2 separate regions of the Zea mays genome follow, and region 1 is linked to region 2. The links are chromatin contacts, called in public Hi-C maps. All regions are on one chromosome and are shown on one strand. The core of a region is the stretch at or near the end of the contact, and the rest is flanking DNA. Distances in the headings are between cores, read along the strand shown. Region 1 holds the start of LOC100280829. Region 2 holds the start of LOC100284791 (ABC-type transport system involved in resistance to organic solvents, periplasmic component).

The links. Hi-C and Micro-C count contacts between places; a contact is called where the count stands out from the background.
Region 1: a contact with region 2 is called in a Hi-C map of tassel, with 5 times the contacts expected there. The contact joins the promoter of LOC100280829 here to the promoter of LOC100284791 in region 2. A contact is called at or near these places in 5 of 25 Hi-C or Micro-C datasets (ear, endosperm, leaf and 1 more).

Annotation. Positions count from the first base shown.
Region 1 is chr3:146,341,296-146,346,144 of Zm-B73-REFERENCE-NAM-5.0, forward strand. It overlaps LOC100280829, which reads right to left and starts at 1,903. Exons shown (of 3, transcript NM_001153749.1): 1 at 1,362-1,903; 2 at 634-850; 3 at 1-523. The coding sequence starts at 1,685. The coding sequence ends at 30.
Region 2 is chr3:146,160,760-146,165,635 of Zm-B73-REFERENCE-NAM-5.0, forward strand. It overlaps LOC100284791 (ABC-type transport system involved in resistance to organic solvents, periplasmic component), which reads right to left and starts at 2,748. Exons shown (of 6, transcript NM_001157686.2): 1 at 2,509-2,748; 2 at 1,930-2,432; 3 at 1,429-1,758; 4 at 442-557; 5 at 73-163. The coding sequence starts at 2,400.

The DNA.
Region 1 (4,849 bases), core at 653-3,152, 180 kb after region 2:
AGTATTCTTATGTGTCCAAGGAACATAAATCAACAGCTGAGAAGGGAACGCCGCCTCCGCCTCTCAGATGACTTTGGCATCCTCTTCTTGTTGGCCTTGATTGGCATCATCAGTAATCCTGCGGTCTCAAGCTCTAACTGCAGGGACGTTTTCAGCCTCTTCAGGTGCCCAATGCACAGCGCGTGATCAGAAGATGTGCTCTGGAAGCCTCCCTCGGTAATGGAATCTTTCCTCTCATACTTGGACTGCCATTTCGCTTGGAGGTAAGGCAAGGATCTCCAGGGAGGAAGGGGCATTGAGTTTTGCTTCAGGGACCATTTTGCAGCATCTACCATCACATGCAGGAACTGCTTCAGTCGCGGAAGGGTGCCAACAAAGACCACTGGGAGCGAATTCAACAGGGTGCCATAAGAATCAACTGCCCTGGCAATTTCAAAGTGGCTTCTGAAGTCGATATCAACGATTAGACGCTCTGGAGCTGTAGTATCACCGTGCATTATGACATCAATGTACTCGTAGTCACCTGATTGGGGAAACCACAAACAGTTTAGCCTAGAACACCGTACTTAATCAGGTGCTCTCTTCTCTCAGTAGGAAGCATAGATAGATAAGCCAAGTTGTCATCTCAAGTACCTCCAGGTATCTTGTCAAACCCCTGCCATTTGGATGTGCAAACTGCTGCGTCGTTTCCCGAGTATCTCAAGAGCTTGACAAGCAAATGGCGGATGCAGCTGCCTCCACATTGGCCTGTTTTGAAAGGCTGAAGCTGCGGCTCATGGATAGAGAGGAGTAGCGAGTGGACCATGGCGAGCAGCTCGTTTTCTTTCTCGTCTCCACCCTGCTTCAACATCTAAATCAGGGTGCAGGGGCCAGGTAGTGTAAGTTGAGGCATACAAATGTAGAGGCAAATTGTAAGGCTGAAAGGACATATTAGAAGGGCACGATGCAATGAAAGTCACAAACATTAGGTGATGGCAGGAGAACAATGTTTTGAACAGACCGAGAAAGACACTATGGTAAGGATACAGGTGAATTTTGGTGTCATGTATGATGATGATGATGATGACAGCACGTGGTGTGAAAAACTAGAAACAGAAATTAATTTGAAGCGTGATGATCTACACGAGAGTAGTGTATCCATCTAGTCTAGTAAATAAAGCAGTAATGTCGACTGGGTGCGCAATCAATCTCAAACATCATACAAAGCCACGGGGGCATTGGTTCGGTTGTTTAGGGTCAAAGCAAATCAAATCATCAACAGAAACTCCGTAAGCATGATTGCATATTTGCATGGCAAAGCTAGCTAATGGAAATGGAAGGAAAGCACGAGCCAGGTAGGGGAAGAGGGGCGTGAGGCGTACCGAGATCGTGTCCGCGAGGTGGGCGAGGTCAGGGAGACCGGATTCACTGTCGCTGCTATTGCGGGAGTCTCCGGAACCGGCGGTGGCCCCGTTCTCGAGGAAGTCGGTGACGAGCATGGCCAGGTCGCAGTCGCCGTCGTGGCTGTGGCTGCTGGCGAAGCCGGCGGCGGCGGAAGCGGGGACGGGGGCGGCGGTCCGCAGCCATAGGTCGGGCACCGGCGAACCCCCTCGAGCGGCGGTGGGTGCGACCCTCGCCGACGGCCTCCGGCGCGGCACGACACCTGGCGGCGGCGATAGGGCGAACTCCTTGGTGAGCATCATCATCGATGGATGCCGCCTTGGGTTCCTTCAGCTGCAATTAATTCGGGGGCGAGGGGGTCTCCTGTCGCGGAAGGAAAGGAGGAGGAAGGAAGAGGTGGTGCCACCGTTGGGTTTGGTTGGCGGGGCGGCGCGGGGAGGAAGCCAGGGAGGCTGCCGGAGGGGAATATTCCGGCACGGCAAGGCTCCCAATACAAATTGAAACAGGTTAGTTGGAAGGTGAGAAAAGTCCAACGCAACGCGGTCTGCCCAACTCACCAACCCACAAAAAGTTAAGGCTCTCTTTAGAACAAAGGATATTTTTCTAAATCCTACGTTTTTACTTTTAAACTAATTTCTGTGAAATTTCTACACTATTTCTGTAAAATTCTTGCATTCCAGAGATCCTAAGCCATTCCGTTTCCAATCGGCATGTGCTTCGTTCGATTTTCTTTTATTTGTTTATTTACTTATTATAATACTAATATTCTAAAGTTGTTTGCGCTAAGCTAATTTTTATCTACGGACTAACATTTTATCACACCCATATTTTTTTGGTTTACATGTGTTATTACTATTATTAAAATTTATGTTTTCCTAAAAATAAATAAATAAATCTCTTCCATTCGGTAATCATATCTGTATGCCTTGCGTTTCCTTCTCGCTGCTTCTAGTTCTAGCCAGGGCTTGCTATCCCCATGTGCACTCGTTTTCTTTCTTGCGGCTCAAGACACCTTTGATGTCCCTTTGTTTCGGTTTAAATCTAAATTTTAGCCACTATAAGGTGTGTAGACTCTCAAACGTCTAACTTTATAACTCGTTTTTATGAGAATCACTTTAGCGAAAATCATCTAAATTAACGTGAACACATAATCGACTATCACGATATGAGAAATCTGTCACGTTCTATATACCTAAACTCCATAGACTCTTTCATCTTCCCCTGCATGTAATTCTTACGATACTAAGTTTATCTCCACAGCGAGAATTCTCTCCTAGCTAGATTCTCAAAGAAGCTCGTCAGAAAAAAGTTGAACCAAACATAATCATAGTACTGTCTCTTTAATTAATTAAGGCTAACTGTAACAAAGATATACATAAAATGAGGATCTAAATACACGTAAAGTACAATCAGACGAAAGAATAGACCTAAATATTATCGTGTATCCAAATACGTGTTTAAGAAGATGGTCATCCATATATAGTTACACTCTCATATCGCATCTAAAATGGGTATAAGCATAGGGAACTTGTTGAAAATGATACAATGTCATTTAGATGTCTACTAGGGTAAAGTGATACACCATGTTTCCCTAATACAATCTACTAGAGACTATATCAGGATGACATGACACTCACCTTAGGAAATCCTTATAAAAGGGCCGACGATACGCTAAAGAGATGAGAAGCACAAACTCATGGGTGAACATCTACGTTCCATTTGGAAATAATGAAATAAATATTTTATAGTCCATAAACTTGAAAATGATAAAGACTCCATAAACAATTCTAAGTATCTAAGAGCAACTCCGATGGTTCTCTAAACAATTCTCTAAATCTTAAATATAAGAAGTAAGCAGAAAATTGCTTCTCCAATGGTTCTCTAAATAGATTTACTAAATTTAGTTAGTTGCTATCCAACTCTATTTACTCTCCACATTTAGCAACTCGATAGTAACTCCCTAAATGATGTTGACGTCAATTTTTTCACAGTGGCGTGATTATTTTTTCTCTTTCCCACACAATGAGGTAGCCAGGTATAGCACACTCTTTTTTCCACTTTCTAGCACAATGAGGTAGATAGATCAAATGAGTGTGACACAAGTTTCTCCTTCACCGTCAGACCCTACTGTCCCATAGGTTGCGCCATCGGACCACCACTCCTCATAGGTCATGTCGACCGACATTTTCTCTTCCGCCCTCGACATCCTCTGTTCTCAACCTTGCCGTCAGCCAGATTTGATAGGGGTAGGACTGCCAAAGCTAGATTTAAAATCGAACTACTCCCTAAATATGAGCAACTATTGCATACTAAGTTATTTTGTACTTCCGATAGCTATTTATTAACTTGCTAAATATGATTTTAGCAAGCTTTTTTATAGAGAACTATTGAAGTTGCTCTAAGATCTATCTACAAATACATGGTCGTAGGTATAGATGTCCAAACGGACTAGGTTTGTCGGGCGGCCCGAAACCCTGCACGAGTTTGGCCCGGCACGGCACATAGTGAACTGGGCACGTGCAGGTCCGGTCACCGAGCCGTGCCTGGGCCGAAGGCATGGCACGACGGACTAGACCCGGCACGGCCCAATTTTATTTTTTTCTATTTTTTTCATATAAATACATATATTATACTTGAATATAGAGTATAAAACACAAGAAACATGTGTTTTTGTTGGTTATGTGGGTGTAAATAAATGTTTAGAGCTAATAAATATGGTTTAAACCCTTAAAATACATATTTTTAGTATATTTTTATCATTTAAACGTCATATATTGTTATGGACCCGTTAGGCCCGTCGGGCCGTGGGCCGACCCGGTACGATTTTATCCTATCGAGCCATGCTTGGGCCTCGCTCAGGGCCCATGAGCCGGTACGGCACGACCCACTAGATAATCCGGGCTGGGCCGACACGATCCTAATCCGTGTCGGGCCTAGCCGTGCTCGGGCCAGGTCGGCACGGCCCGTCCATTTGGACTTCTATAGTCGTAGGGCCTATCTCGTTGTATAGGCCGAATAGCATCTTTGTCATTTTGCTAGACACTAAAAAACATGTGAATTGTGAAATAACACCGCAGAAACCAACAAGGCAACAAGGGTGTCTGTTGTTCGCGTCGTGGAAACGATGGTGCTGGTCGTCCGTGGGCGCGGTGAAGGGGACCAGTCCGCCATCGATGCAACCTCCATCGACGCGTCGGCTGGATCGCTCTCGAGCGAAGACGAAAAGCATGGAGGCGTCCAGGTACGTCATCGCTTCCGGTGGGCGGAGGCCCATCGTAGCACTCGATTGAGGCAGGTTGCAATCCGCAGAGAAGAACAAATAGCAAAGGAGCATTTTTTTGGCCAAGAAAGGTGAGGATTATTTTGCAAGGCTTCGTAGGCGGAGCGTGACGCTGCGGATGTATTCATCTTCCATTTGCTGGAAGGATCTTCGAGCGTCCTTCCTAGCGGCCGGTTACTCTGAGGCCGA
Region 2 (4,876 bases), core at 1,498-3,997:
TAAAATTTAACCGTGCCGTTCAGTTCCAGAAACAGATACTGCACAATGAAGGGTAAGTGACAAAGGACAGACCTCAATGTTCTTTAGGGTAAATATAAGGGTGAAAATAGACTGCTTAATAAGATCTGTGTTCTCTGGGGTAAGCATGGACGACTTCAGCCTTCTGCAAACCAGCATAAGGAAAGAAGCTAAGGGTCTACAACAACATTACTCGCTAGCTAACAGGAACTTAGATTATGCGCTTAACCTATAATGCACTTACTACAGAACTGTTGTTCTGCTGTGCAGAAAATAAATAGAAATAATCAAATTATTGTAAATTCATCCCTGCTGGTTACTGACAAGCACCACCAGTCACTGCATATGTAGGTATTCCACGAAAGGGAGAAAAAGAAAAGATGCTTCATGCATAAAGATTATCTTAGTGCTTTCCAGTGGTACCTTAGGTCACCAGACGCGTCGGCCAGGCCTTTAGCTATAGTCTCCACATCCTTCAGCAGATCACTATCATTAACCTCAGAGAGCAAAGGTTGCATTTCTTCAGCTAAAGCCTCAATCTGTTCCACAGCTACCGTTTAATTTCATGCATATCAATTCAACAGCACAAGTAGCTTCCAACACAATTCTAGAAACAAAATTAATACACATGCTATCTGGAGGAAGAACCACACTCCACCCATTGTTTTAATTTCTAAATGCGTGCAACATAAAAGGAAGAACAACCAAACATCTTGCTCCCCCCCCCCTTGCCCACAAAAGAAGAGAATAACCTAACACCACACTCCAACTAAGCAGAGGTTCCCTCCCTCTGACCATTACTCATAAGTAGAGCTCCAGAGGCAAGTAAACATGCCAGCAGGGGAAGGCAAGCTGCATAGTGAACTTGTTCTGCAACATTTTTAGCAGTAGACCTCAAGTCTCACTTAGGTATGAGTCATAGCTGATTGCAGAGCTAGCATGCTGGTATTTGGAATATCTAGTAATGTGCCAAGGCAAATAAGTTGAAGTGGAAATCTATTTTGATAAATAATTTAATTAGAAAATAATTTGAACATCGGCACATGGTGACGTGTTGGGAACTTAGTAACCAGGTTCTCGGATCGATGGGATCGAAGAACGGGAACGTGGTACATGGTACGCTACTAAAACTAGGTTTTAACACTACGGGAATGAGATTGTTCCCACATTCCCGGAACGAGGAACGTGGCCACGTTCCCAGTTCCCGGTTACTAAGGTCGGGAAAAGCTGTGCGGCTATGCAGAATGAGGGGTGGGCGCTTGGGAATAAAAGGCATTTGAACCCAACAACCCTGCTTACTTACTTGCAGCCGTACTGATTGAAAGAAACTGGTTCCACAGGCATTCCAGCAAGGTAAATAAATTATAAGTTTCCATAGAGTTGGAGAAAATTTTGGAAAAATGGATGTACCCGTGTAAGAAGAGGTTGTGCTTCTTCCATTATAGATGCAACTTTTTCAGCTAACTTATAGCTTTTGCTAACACCAATCTCCTCCATGTCTCTACCCAGACGGGTAAATATTCCCACCAATGCATCTAAGCTTACACCTTGCTGTCCTTTCATCCTCTCTTTGTCACAGAGAATCAAGCCTTCTTTGGTGCAGTCTGGGTCAAGTGGTCCTACTGAAGGTGCAGGCAGTGGATCCTTTGGTGTGATATCAATGAGTGTCTCCATTAGAAGACCGGACTGATTCACCTCGACCATTGAATTTCGTGGTATGATGATTTTATCATCTTCAACCTGCAGCAAAAGAAAACATAAAGAGAGAGAGAGAGAGAGGACAAATTCAGCTCGATAATAGAGGAGTTCATAGACCGAAAAACTTTAGAAACAGAAAAGGGATGTAGGTGGGATACTTGACTTGTGGTTAATGAATGAATGAACGAACTATGAGAGAAAAGTAAGGGTGACCTCGACAGTTGCATCGATGCTCCTAAGGGAGGAGTCGACGCGGACGACGGATCCGACGGTGACCCCTCGTATCCGGACGGGCGTGCCGACGCAGATGCCGCACGCCTGCGTGAACTCGAAGACGGTGTTGTACTTGCGAAAGCGGGAGCGGAGCTGGAATCCCCTGAGCCATGCGAGGGCGAGGGCGAGGAGGGCGGCCCCGGAGACCATGAAGAGGCCGACGCCGCCCTCCCAGACGCTGCGCTTGCCGAAGCCGTAGTCGCCGAGGGGCTGCAGGGTGCGGCGCCAGAGCGCGGCGAGGGGGTTGTTGTTGGAGCTGGTGTTGGCGTCCGGCGCGGGCGTGGCCGCGAGCAGCGCGGCGCGGCGGGGCTTGAGAACAGGGAATCCGGCGCGCGGATGAGGGTGTGGGCGGGGTGAGACGGAGAAGAAAGGGTGAGGGAGGAGGAGGGATTTGGCCATAGCGGACGGCATCGGAGAATTGGCTGCCCGTTCTCGGACGGTTCCTGCAAAATCAACGCAAGAGATGTTGGGAGGGAATTGGATTTGGATTTGCATGATGATAACGGGCCCTGTTATTACCCTTTGCTAATAACAAAGCGGAAGCGGTTGCATCGCCCTAGCCTCCTCAGAAGCGCGGTGGCGGAGGAAGAGGAGGAAGGAGAACAGATGGCCCAGTTGCGGTGGAGGTCCGCTGTCCCGGTGCCGAGGAAGACAGGCGAGCAAGACTGCACCTGCAGTGCACTGCACTGCACTGCACGAGCCCAACTCCCACCCCGACTGGACACAAGACCCACCCATCTCTTGTGTAGCCATGCGTATATGCGCTCTGTGCCTTCGTTTTCCTTTCTAGTACATCATCGCCGCATCTTCGATTTCCTTCTCCATTTTTTCTACACAAATTATAAAGTGATACTTCCTCCGCTACGAAACATAAGGCATGCAAGTATTTTAAATTTAAACTATATCTTCTTCAACTAACAATGGTTTTTTAAGGTGGTGCCCTCGATTTTGGTGGTGTGCTCAGTTTTACCCTCAGTGGTGTTTTTTGCTCAGTTTTGCCCTTCTGTTCTATAGCACTGGAAGGGTAAAACTGAGCAAAAAACACCACTAAGGGTAAAACTGAGCACACCACCAAAATCGAGGGCACCACCTTAAAAAACCCTTCATTTATCATTTAAAAAGTTTGTGCTATAAAAATAATTAGATAAAAAATTTCTTTTAATGATCAAGCCTTTGTTCTTAAAAATTGTATCTTTTGATACGCCCGTGGCGCCGGCAGCCTCAAATCCTCACATTTTCTCCTGGTCTTACCTTATGCCATCTAAACCATGTAACCAAAAAAAATATGATGCACATCCAGCGCCGAATCTAGCATAAAATATTATCAAAGTCATCAAAAACAGTTTTGCTATATTATATAAATTATTATGAACTTTAAAAATGTTTTGTTAATGAATTTATAAATTGTATCAGGGTCGGCTGACTCCGATAAACCCCCCTAAATTCACCTCTGTACATATATACCATCTTTTAATGGCTTCAGTGCTCCACCCAAACTTAATCCATGCAACAAAATCAGGGAAAATGACATATTTGTAGTACGGGATACAAGTAGACACAAGTCTTTATCCTGGTTCAGGAAAGAGAATGTCCTACTCCCAGCAGAGGAGGGATGAGACTTATATTGCTTGCACCTAAGTGCTTGTAGTAGGAGATACAAGCTCATCAGGAGAGGGAGAAGTTCTCAAGTCCCTGGTGATTAAGGCAAGTGCCAATAACGCTGTTGGGTTGAAAACCGGTGAAGTGTTCTCCTCCTTGAATGAAGCATTGGGCTCCTCTATTTATAACATCAAGGGGGGCTCCGGGGGTGCCATGGTTTGTCGCGTATTGGAGAGGAGACGTGTCTGAGCCTCTATAGATGGTATGGTCTTTGGTATGGCTTTTGTACTTGCTGCTGACTTGAGCCAGGAGGATGTCTGGTCCATGTATTTGCATCTTTGACTGAGCAGAGAGCCGAGGCCAGAGTCTGGGCTCGAACGCGACCCGAGCCTGTCTAATGGAGACGTTGTCTGAGTCGTAGTTGTTGACACAGTGGTAAGTAAGGTGAAAAGTGCATGGTAATCCGTTCTGTATGGCATAAAGCAGACTTGATGTCGGTCCTGTAGCCATCCCGTCGGAAAATCCTTGGAGTACTTTTTCTCTCATGATTTATAAGATCAACCTAGAAACATATTTTTCGTAGTCAATCACCTAAAACTTCGGAAAATCGTAGCTTCTTAACCGTAACTCTGATTCTAGTGGTTCTCGAATCTATGATCTCGTAAAGACGCGAAGAATATTATTGTGCAGTGTGTTCTCATGTTTGGTGTGATGTTAATTTCTCCTGTGTATATTGTTTGTTTGTATTGTTGCGAGTAGACAAGTAAGTGACCGAGGAACCCGGAGCACAGTCGGTGGAAAACTCTAAGCAGGAGCTCGCTGAAGGCAAGCTGTGCCTTTGATCACTCTTCTTTACCCATTAATATTCATGTTAATAACTGTGGCATGCTTAGGCTAATTTTATGGGACCCAATAGATTATCCTAGTTTGGTTTACCTTACACCTTGCTTACCACTGAACTTTTGGGTAGTATCGGCTATTGCTTTATGTGGTTTGGGTGTTAAGATTCACAATATTCATGATCATGCTATTTAATGTCAATGAGGTATTTACTATTCATGATAAGATCATTATGTTGATTGGAACATGGAGCGACCACCCGGGAAAACAGTGCTACCACAATGGTGGTATGGGACGCCCCTGGCTGACTAATTAGGAAAGCTAGTGGATGACTACCTTACCCAAAAGGGGCAAGGGCAATAGGGGAGTTGTCGGTATAGAGAGGTTCTTGGGTTGATCATGTTGCGATGGCTTTTCAGATGGGGATTCCTGTATCGCTCTCTACAGG